2 separate regions of the Zea mays genome follow, and region 1 is linked to region 2. A link is a contact called in public Hi-C data. All regions are on one chromosome and are shown on one strand. Each heading gives the region's core, a stretch centred on a gene start, on an enhancer-like site or on the middle of the called end of the contact. The rest is flanking DNA. Distances are from core to core; before and after follow the strand shown.

Region 1 (3,830 bases), core at 1,195-3,694, 200 kb after region 2:
GGGCTGCCGTCGTCAGGGAGCGTGCGGGGCGCCATCATCGCCTATCTGGCGGAGCGAGCCAGATGGGACGCTGGTCTTGTCCCCCGTAGCCCGAGTCAGCTCGAGGTAGGGTAATGATGGCGCCTCCTGTTGACGTGGCCGGCCCGCGCCCTAGGTTGGGCGATGTGGAGGCTCCTCCGAGGTCGAGGTCGAGTCCGTCTTCCGTGGCCGTGGTCGAGTCCAAGCCCCTGGGTCGGGCGAGGCGGAGACCGTCGGCTGAGGCCAGGGCTGAGTCCGAGCCCTGGGGTCGGGCGAAGCGGAGTTCGTCGTCTTCTGGGGCTGAGCCCAAGTCCGAGCCCTGGGTCGGGCGGAGCGGAGTTCATCGTCTTCTGGGGCTGAGCCCAAGTCCGAGCCCTGGGTCGGGCGGAGCGGAGTTTGTCGTCTTCCGGGGCTTAGCCCGAGTCCGAGCCCTGGGTCGGACGGAGCGGAGTTCGCCGTCTTCAGGGGATGAGCTCGAGTCCGAGCCCTAGGTCGGGCGGAGCGGAGTTCGCCGTCATCAGGGGTTGAGCCCGAGTCCGAGCCCTGGGTCGGGCGAAGCAGAGCTTCCTATGGTGCCTGCGGCCGGGCCTGACTGCCTGTCAGCCTCACTCTGTCAAGTAGCACCGCAGTCGGAGCGGCGCAGGCGGCGCTGTCTTTCTGTCAGGCCGGTCAGTGGAGCGGCGAAGTGACTGCGGTCACTTCGGCTCTGTCGACTGAAGGGTGCGCGTCAGGATAAAAGTGTCAGACCACCTTTGCATTAAATGCTCCTGCGATTTGGTCGGTTGGCGCGGCGATTTGGTCAGGGTTGCTTCTTGGCGAAGACAGGGCCTCGGGCGAGCCGGAAGTATGTTCGTCGCTGGAGGGGGGCCTCGGGCGAGACGGAGATCCTCCGGGGTCGGCTGCCCTTGTCCGAGGCTAGGCTCGGGCGAGGCGCGATCGAGTCCCTCGATTGGACCGATCCCTGACTTAATCGCACCCATCAGGCCTTTGCAGCTTTATGCTGATGGGGGTTACCAGCTGAGAATTAGGAGACTTGAGGGTACCCCTAATTATGGTCCCCGACAGTTACCAAGATCTGTTGTATATACATATGACTTATCAATGATTTTCAGGTTGTTGTAACTATCCAGTATCGTACAACTGACTTGTTACCTAGGGAGAAACACTGCATGAGTGTTGTTGGTATCCTTGTCTAGTGAGCGAAAGTCTCTCTTATCTTTTGTTTCTCTTCGTTTGATTCAGTCCAGTCATTTCCTTAAATTATTTATAGATATGAGGCGGAGGGGGTGATTCTTGCAGATTCTCCTAGAGGTGGAGGAGGATGAAGTGGTGATAGACTTCAAGCAAACTCCAAGTGTCGTGTCGACCTCTGCCTCCGCTCCCTGCACACATCCCTCCCAGTCGTCTTCAAGGTCCAGACCTCCTCCCCGCTCAAGTTCCTCATCAGCACGTTGCACAGTGTCGTGTCGTCGCTTTCCTCGGTGTCCATACGCGTCGTGCGAGGCGTCCCGCTTCATCTCTAATCACCTTTATGTGCACATCGTCCATATGTGACCCCCTTCTCCATATAATTTCAACAAATTTTACTCTTTTGGGCTCCGTGTAATTTCATTAGTAAAATCTCTACTAATTATTAATGCTTCAAAGTTAACCTGTCATTATGTGTTATATATATATTTTTATTGGTATTATATGATCCCGTTGCAACGCACGAGCACTCACTTAGTATAGTATAGAATAAAAACATACAAAATTATAATAAAACATACAATATTAATTAGTGTTTTTTTAAAAACAATAAAAACCGGTAAACACAATAAAATCCGACTAGAAATATCGGTTTACCGTCGAGAAATCTCTGAGCCCGTTTATTAAAATTTGAAAATTCAAATCGATCAAAAAAATTAAAACAATAAAAGCCGAGTTTTAAATTTAAATTATCAAATCGGTCGGTCTTCACCAGTTTTCTGTCTAAAAACCGATACCAGTACCTACCGGTTTTTACCCTTAAAATCCGTGGGCCACACCAAGGGGTGAAACCCCTACATTTTGCCTACTTTCCATCCAAATAATCATTTCCCCAAATTTTAATGTTTTCAATCTTCTATTCTGCAGCTGCATTCTTGTGTCATTTCTATATTTTTATTATTCGCGTGTTTACGTTTTTCTGTACTTTCGAAGGATATTTTTCTTGTTCATGTGTTTATGTTTTCGACTAAGGCCTTGTTCGTTTACGTCGGATTGCACCCGGAATCGTTCCGGTTAATCAAAGTTTATATAAATTAGAGAAGCAATCCGGTTAGGAATCGTTCCGACCCACCAATTCGGCACAAACGAACAAGGCCTAAAAATATATATATTCCGGGAGACGTAAAAAGGTGAACGCCACCTGCGAGTAGCAATAGCAACAGGCATGTAGCCCCGGTGCTGATGTGGCATGTCTGCCTCCACCCCTCCGCCACCACCACAGCCGTTGCCTTTGCCGCGAGCGACCGTAGCGAGGTGATTGCAATGGTGGCCTCCACTGCTTCCCGCCTCTCGCCCCCGCGCTTCAGCACCCCTTCCCCGTCTCTTCATCCTCCAAACCGCCGCTCGCGCTTCTCCCCTGTTCGCGCAGCCAAGTACGGCCGTCTTTGCCCCCCCGCGCGTCTGCCTTGACTCTGTTGCTCGGATATTCTCAGATGTCTGGGGAGGCTGGAGTAATGTTTGCATCACTAATTTAAACTAGGACACTATGAAATTGCAATTCAGTTTTTTTCCCGTCCATTTTATGCACCTTTATCTTTGTGCAACCCAGTTTAGCACAACTTGCTCCTCGTATGTGTGCAGCGCCCAGTGATGTTTTATATTAATCTATGTGCGTTTGATTTGATGCCCCTAGTTCTGGTTACTATCAACATCAACTCTTGTTGTTGCCATTGAGGTGCAAATTTAAGTTGATTGCTTCAGCTAACTAAGGTCACTATTGTAGGTTGTAGCTGCAGCTAATTATAGCTCTTAAGTTATTGAAGTCTATTTCATCTGTCAACAACTCGGTATTCAGTCATATGAACCTGTCATTGTAGGTTGGAAGCTGTGCTGTCTATTGGTGCTCATCTAATCCCACACCCAAGAAAGGTTAGTTATTTATTTTAACCGCATAATTCAAATTGTTCGGTGATCATTGTTTGCGTCCTTTTGCAATTGAGCTTGCCAGACATCCATTTATATTTTATATTCCATAGGCTGCAAGTGGCGGAGAAGATGCTTTCTTTGCCAATAGCGATGCTGGCGGAGTATTTGCCATTGCAGATGGTGTCTCGGGGTATTCCCATCTTTGTTGCAATAAACTGTTTTTCCACACAAAAGAAGTTCTGCAGTGAACTGCAGTCAATGTTTTTTTTACTTCTGAGTGTTTCTAGCACTTCCAATAAACATATGTTGTTTTCAGTAATATGCATTAACACATGGTTTTTATCCTGCTAGTCATTCTCTTATCTACTGACAGATGGGCAGAAAAGAATGTCAATCCAGCTCTATTCTCTCGAGAGCTCATGAGAAACAGCTCTAATTTCCTCAATGATGAGGCGGTATCTCTTGCTAAACCTCAACACTATTTATAGGCATCATTTTCTTTACTCTATGTGCTTGTAACAAATTCATGTCACATGGAAGTTGCAGGTCAGTCATGATCCTCAGATTCTTCTCATGAAAGCTCATGCTGCAACTTCTTCTATTGGATCTGCAACAGTGTAAGCATTGTTTCTAAAGTGCTATGTTTTATATGGCCTTACAAGTAACTCTTTGTTTTTAATGATACTTAAAAAGATGTA
Region 2 (3,794 bases), core at 122-2,621:
TGCTGACGTATTATCCAGACAAGAAATCGTCATTTTAGTTTCTTGAGATACAACCTCATGCCAACTTCAAGGATGTGTTATGGTTTTCTTGTCCCTGGCCTTTCAGGTGTGCATCTAAAAAGCTCCTCATGATCTCCGTCAAGGATCACTAAGAACCCAGTTTACTGGTTCAAAGTGCAGAGATGCTGCAAAGAACACTGTAAAGATCGTTGCGGCAATCCTTGAGAACCAATGGATACAGATGATGAATCTTGCAGTAACTAACTGAATTAGTTGAACTGAGATCCTCAAACCATTCATACGGGGCACCATTACCAATGTTCTCATATGCCTCTCAGCAAGCTGGCTCTGGAAGGTGGAGCTATACTGCCCCGTCATAGCCATGGGCATCGAGGAACTTGCAGAAGTATCACAGGATGAGCAAGTTGAATGTGTGATTCAACTAGCCTACAGAACATCAAGAAAGGATAGCTGGATTAATGTCGAGGTGAAAGTCGAAAACATAAGGTCAGTTATTTCAACATATAAGAACCAATTTTTCATATTACATGAACTAGAATCAAGTTCCATCTTGAAGTAGAAATAACTTGGTTTTTTAGCACAATGGCCAAAGAATGGTTTTATTTTAGTGGTAACCTGTAAGGAAATGTACTTATATTTTAAACTAGAGATTTTCAAGAGGCAGGAAATGTACTTTTTTAATTCAAAAGCTTATATTTTAATATAAAAAAATAATCTGATTTGTTGTAGACCCGTTAATTTGAACTCGAACCTGTTAAGTGGCGTTTCCCGGCGAAAAATGACCGAAAACCAGTTGAGAAGCGGTTGTTTTCACCGAGAAAAACGGAAAACGGTATTTTAAATTTGAAAAATACAAACCACTCGGGATTAACGGTTTTTGGGCGGATTTCGTTCTCGCTGTTGAGCGAGAAATATGTTGAAAACGGGACGGTGAACCTTGCACGCAAGAGTATATTCGACGTAAATAAAATATATGTGATAGAAATATGCAACAACGTATAAAACAAAATCGCATATCCATTAGCAAGCAGAATTTGGTGTGGATGTATGTCAAAGCTATTTTTCTTTGTCCTTGATACTATATATATACTGTATTCGTTTTGTTTGTTTTTACCAAAACCATGGATATTCCGAGACATTGAAACTCACAGGCATCGAAATCTGAAACACCCCACAGTTAAATGCTAAAACTAACCGGAGAAAAAAAAACGGAGTAACGCGCTGGATTATTATTACCATGCAGTTTCTTCAAGGTTTCAATTCTAGCAAACGGTCAGATATCATATCTCCATAAATACCAGGGGGTGGGTGGGTGTTGCTGTGATGAACAAACGAACCAATCTAGAGAAAAAGAAAGAAAAGAAAGGAGGAGGGAGAGATCAGGGCATAGTGAAAAAGAAAAATGGCAACAATTGCTGTTCCTCGAGTTGTCCCTTCTCCTGCTGAAGATGCCGCGGCTCTCTTGAAGGCGTTCCAGGGTAAGGTCATTGTTGCTCCGCCTGATCTCTCTGACACGAGCGTAAAACGCTCAAACATTGGCCTCATCTTTCATTATTAGCTAGCTAGGTTATGTTTACGTAAACATATTCTTTTTCTTAAATAAACGGACAGACAGGGGAGCTGAAAAGCTGCATGCACGCATTCAAAACTGCAATATTGTGCTCCTTTGCACAGCCTCCATCCCCGGTGGAAGGAACAAAACAATACATTAGAAATGACCGACTTGCGAGCTGTTTTTCACTGTGGTTCATTATATTCAGGATGGGGCACCGACGAGCAGGCGGTGATAGGCATCCTAGCCCACCGCGACGCGACGCAGAGGGAGCAGATCGCGCTGGAATACGAGCACAAGTACGGCGAGAGCCTAGTCCAGCGCCTCCAGTCCGAGCTCACCGGCGATTTTGAGGTTCCGATCACCGTGCTTTCATCATCTGGTATAATTAGTTTTTTTTTTTTGACATCGCCTGAGCTGACGAATTTGAGGGTGCAGAGAGCAGTGTACCACTGGATGCTGGGCCCCGCCGAGAGGCAGGCGGTGATGGCGAACGCCGCGACGGAGTGCCTCCAGGAGGAGTGCGCGGTGATCGTGGAGATCGCGTGCGCCAACTCGTCCGCCGAGCTCGTGGCCGTCAAGAAGGCCTACCATGCCCTGTACAGGCGCTCCCTGGAGGAAGACGTCGCCGCTCGTGCCACGGCCGGCAACCTTCGCAGCGTACGCCTGCCTGCGTTTGCGTTGCTTATTTCCCCCGGCCGGCCCTATAGGTTGGCATATATGCATGCATGAATCATGATCCATGCATCCTCCAGCTCCTGCTCGCCCTGGTGAGCACGTACAGGTACGACGGCGCCGACAGCGTGGACATGGAGCTAGCGCGGTCGGAGGCGAAGGCCGTGCACGAGGCCGTGAGGGACGGCGGCGGCGCGGGGGGCCACGAGGAGCTCATCCGGGTCGTGGGCACCCGGAGCAAGGCGCAGCTCAGGGCCACGTTCGGCTGCTTCAAGGACGAGCACCGCCGCAGCGTCGCCAAGGCGCTGCCGCGCGGCACCGACCCCACGGGGTACCTGCGCGCGCTGCGGGCGGCGGTGAGGTGCGTCGCAGATCCCAGCAAGTACTTCGCCAAGGTGAGCGAGAGAGGAGAGGCGATCGATATGAATGTGATCATCGAATCGTCCTTGTTGATGAACTCAACTGTAACTGTGATTGCCATTGCCATTGTAATGTGTTATATTGTCGCCTGGAAATATTGATTCTGAGCTAGATCGATTAAGCAGGTGCTGAGGAGCGCGACGCGCGAGTCCGCAGGGACCGACGAGGATAGCCTGGCCAGGGTGGTGCTGCTGCACGCGGAGAAGGACGACATGGGGGCCATCTGCGCCGCGTTCCTCAAGAGGGCCTCCTGCACCTTGGAACAGGCCGTCGCCAAGGAAACCTCGGGCGACTACAGGAGCTTCCTGCTGGCTCTTCTTGGGAGCTAAACAAACAATACACACACGTACACACATATTACTCCTACTATATAATAAGCTAGCTCTTGTCATTTCATCTTGCACCGACTGCATGTAATAAGCTCTTGTCGGGATCTAGCCTACAGTGACTTTTTTAATAATGGGAAAAGACATGTCATTGTTGAGTGTAAACCATGCTGCATTGGTACATCAAAGAAAGTCACCGTCTGCTTTTGGTCGTCATTCCGCTGCAACAGAACCCAAAGTCCAAACCAATAACGCGTCTCTCTGAATAGTACAGGTAAACAAGATTTTTTTTTTGCTTAATTACATCTGTCAAAAACTTAATTCGTTCTGACTGATCAAGTGATCATATTGCTCAACACGGAGCTCTCTGAATAGTTTAATGCTGGACCCCGTCTGCATACCTCGCCCATTTGGACAAACCAAACACATCAGTTGGTGCCCTGGTGGTATAATGTTAAAAGTGAATTGAAATGCATGCCAAATAAACTTACTAGCATAGTTCCAATAAAAAAATATTGTATGGTTTATGTGAACATAAAAACCGTACTTCCTCCAGTCCAAAATTTTTACCTTTAAACATAGGTTCCATATTAGAACTAGTAATCTCCTATTTCCTTTCTATCATTCCCCGGCGACTCAAATGAATTACAACATTTGTCATATATATAATATAATTGAAGAGCAACAGGTTCGTTCGATTGAAATTCTTAATTGTGGCGCATTGTTCAAATGATATGCGTTTTAAGATGACATGACAAAAAAGAGAACATTTTGTGGCACACGCTTTTACCTAGCCCACT

What was found. Hi-C and Micro-C count contacts between places; a contact is called where the count stands out from the background.
Region 1: a Hi-C map of ear shows a contact between it and region 2, with 1.8 times the contacts expected there. The contact joins the promoter of LOC100282081 here to the promoter of LOC103649719 in region 2. A contact is called at or near these places in 8 of 25 Hi-C or Micro-C datasets (ear, leaf, root tip and 2 more).

Annotation. Positions count from the first base shown.
Region 1 is chr3:14,320,668-14,324,497 of Zm-B73-REFERENCE-NAM-5.0, forward strand. It overlaps LOC100282081, which reads left to right and starts at 2,445. Exons shown (of 12, transcript NM_001154994.2): 1 at 2,445-2,639; 2 at 3,084-3,135; 3 at 3,243-3,322; 4 at 3,506-3,587; 5 at 3,679-3,749. The coding sequence starts at 2,530.
Region 2 is chr3:14,125,800-14,129,593 of Zm-B73-REFERENCE-NAM-5.0, forward strand. It overlaps LOC103649719 (annexin-like protein RJ4), which reads left to right and starts at 1,372. Exons shown (of 5, transcript XM_008675454.3): 1 at 1,372-1,499; 2 at 1,782-1,927; 3 at 2,012-2,233; 4 at 2,329-2,643; 5 at 2,794-3,794. The coding sequence starts at 1,424. The coding sequence ends at 2,997. It also overlaps the pseudogene LOC103651767.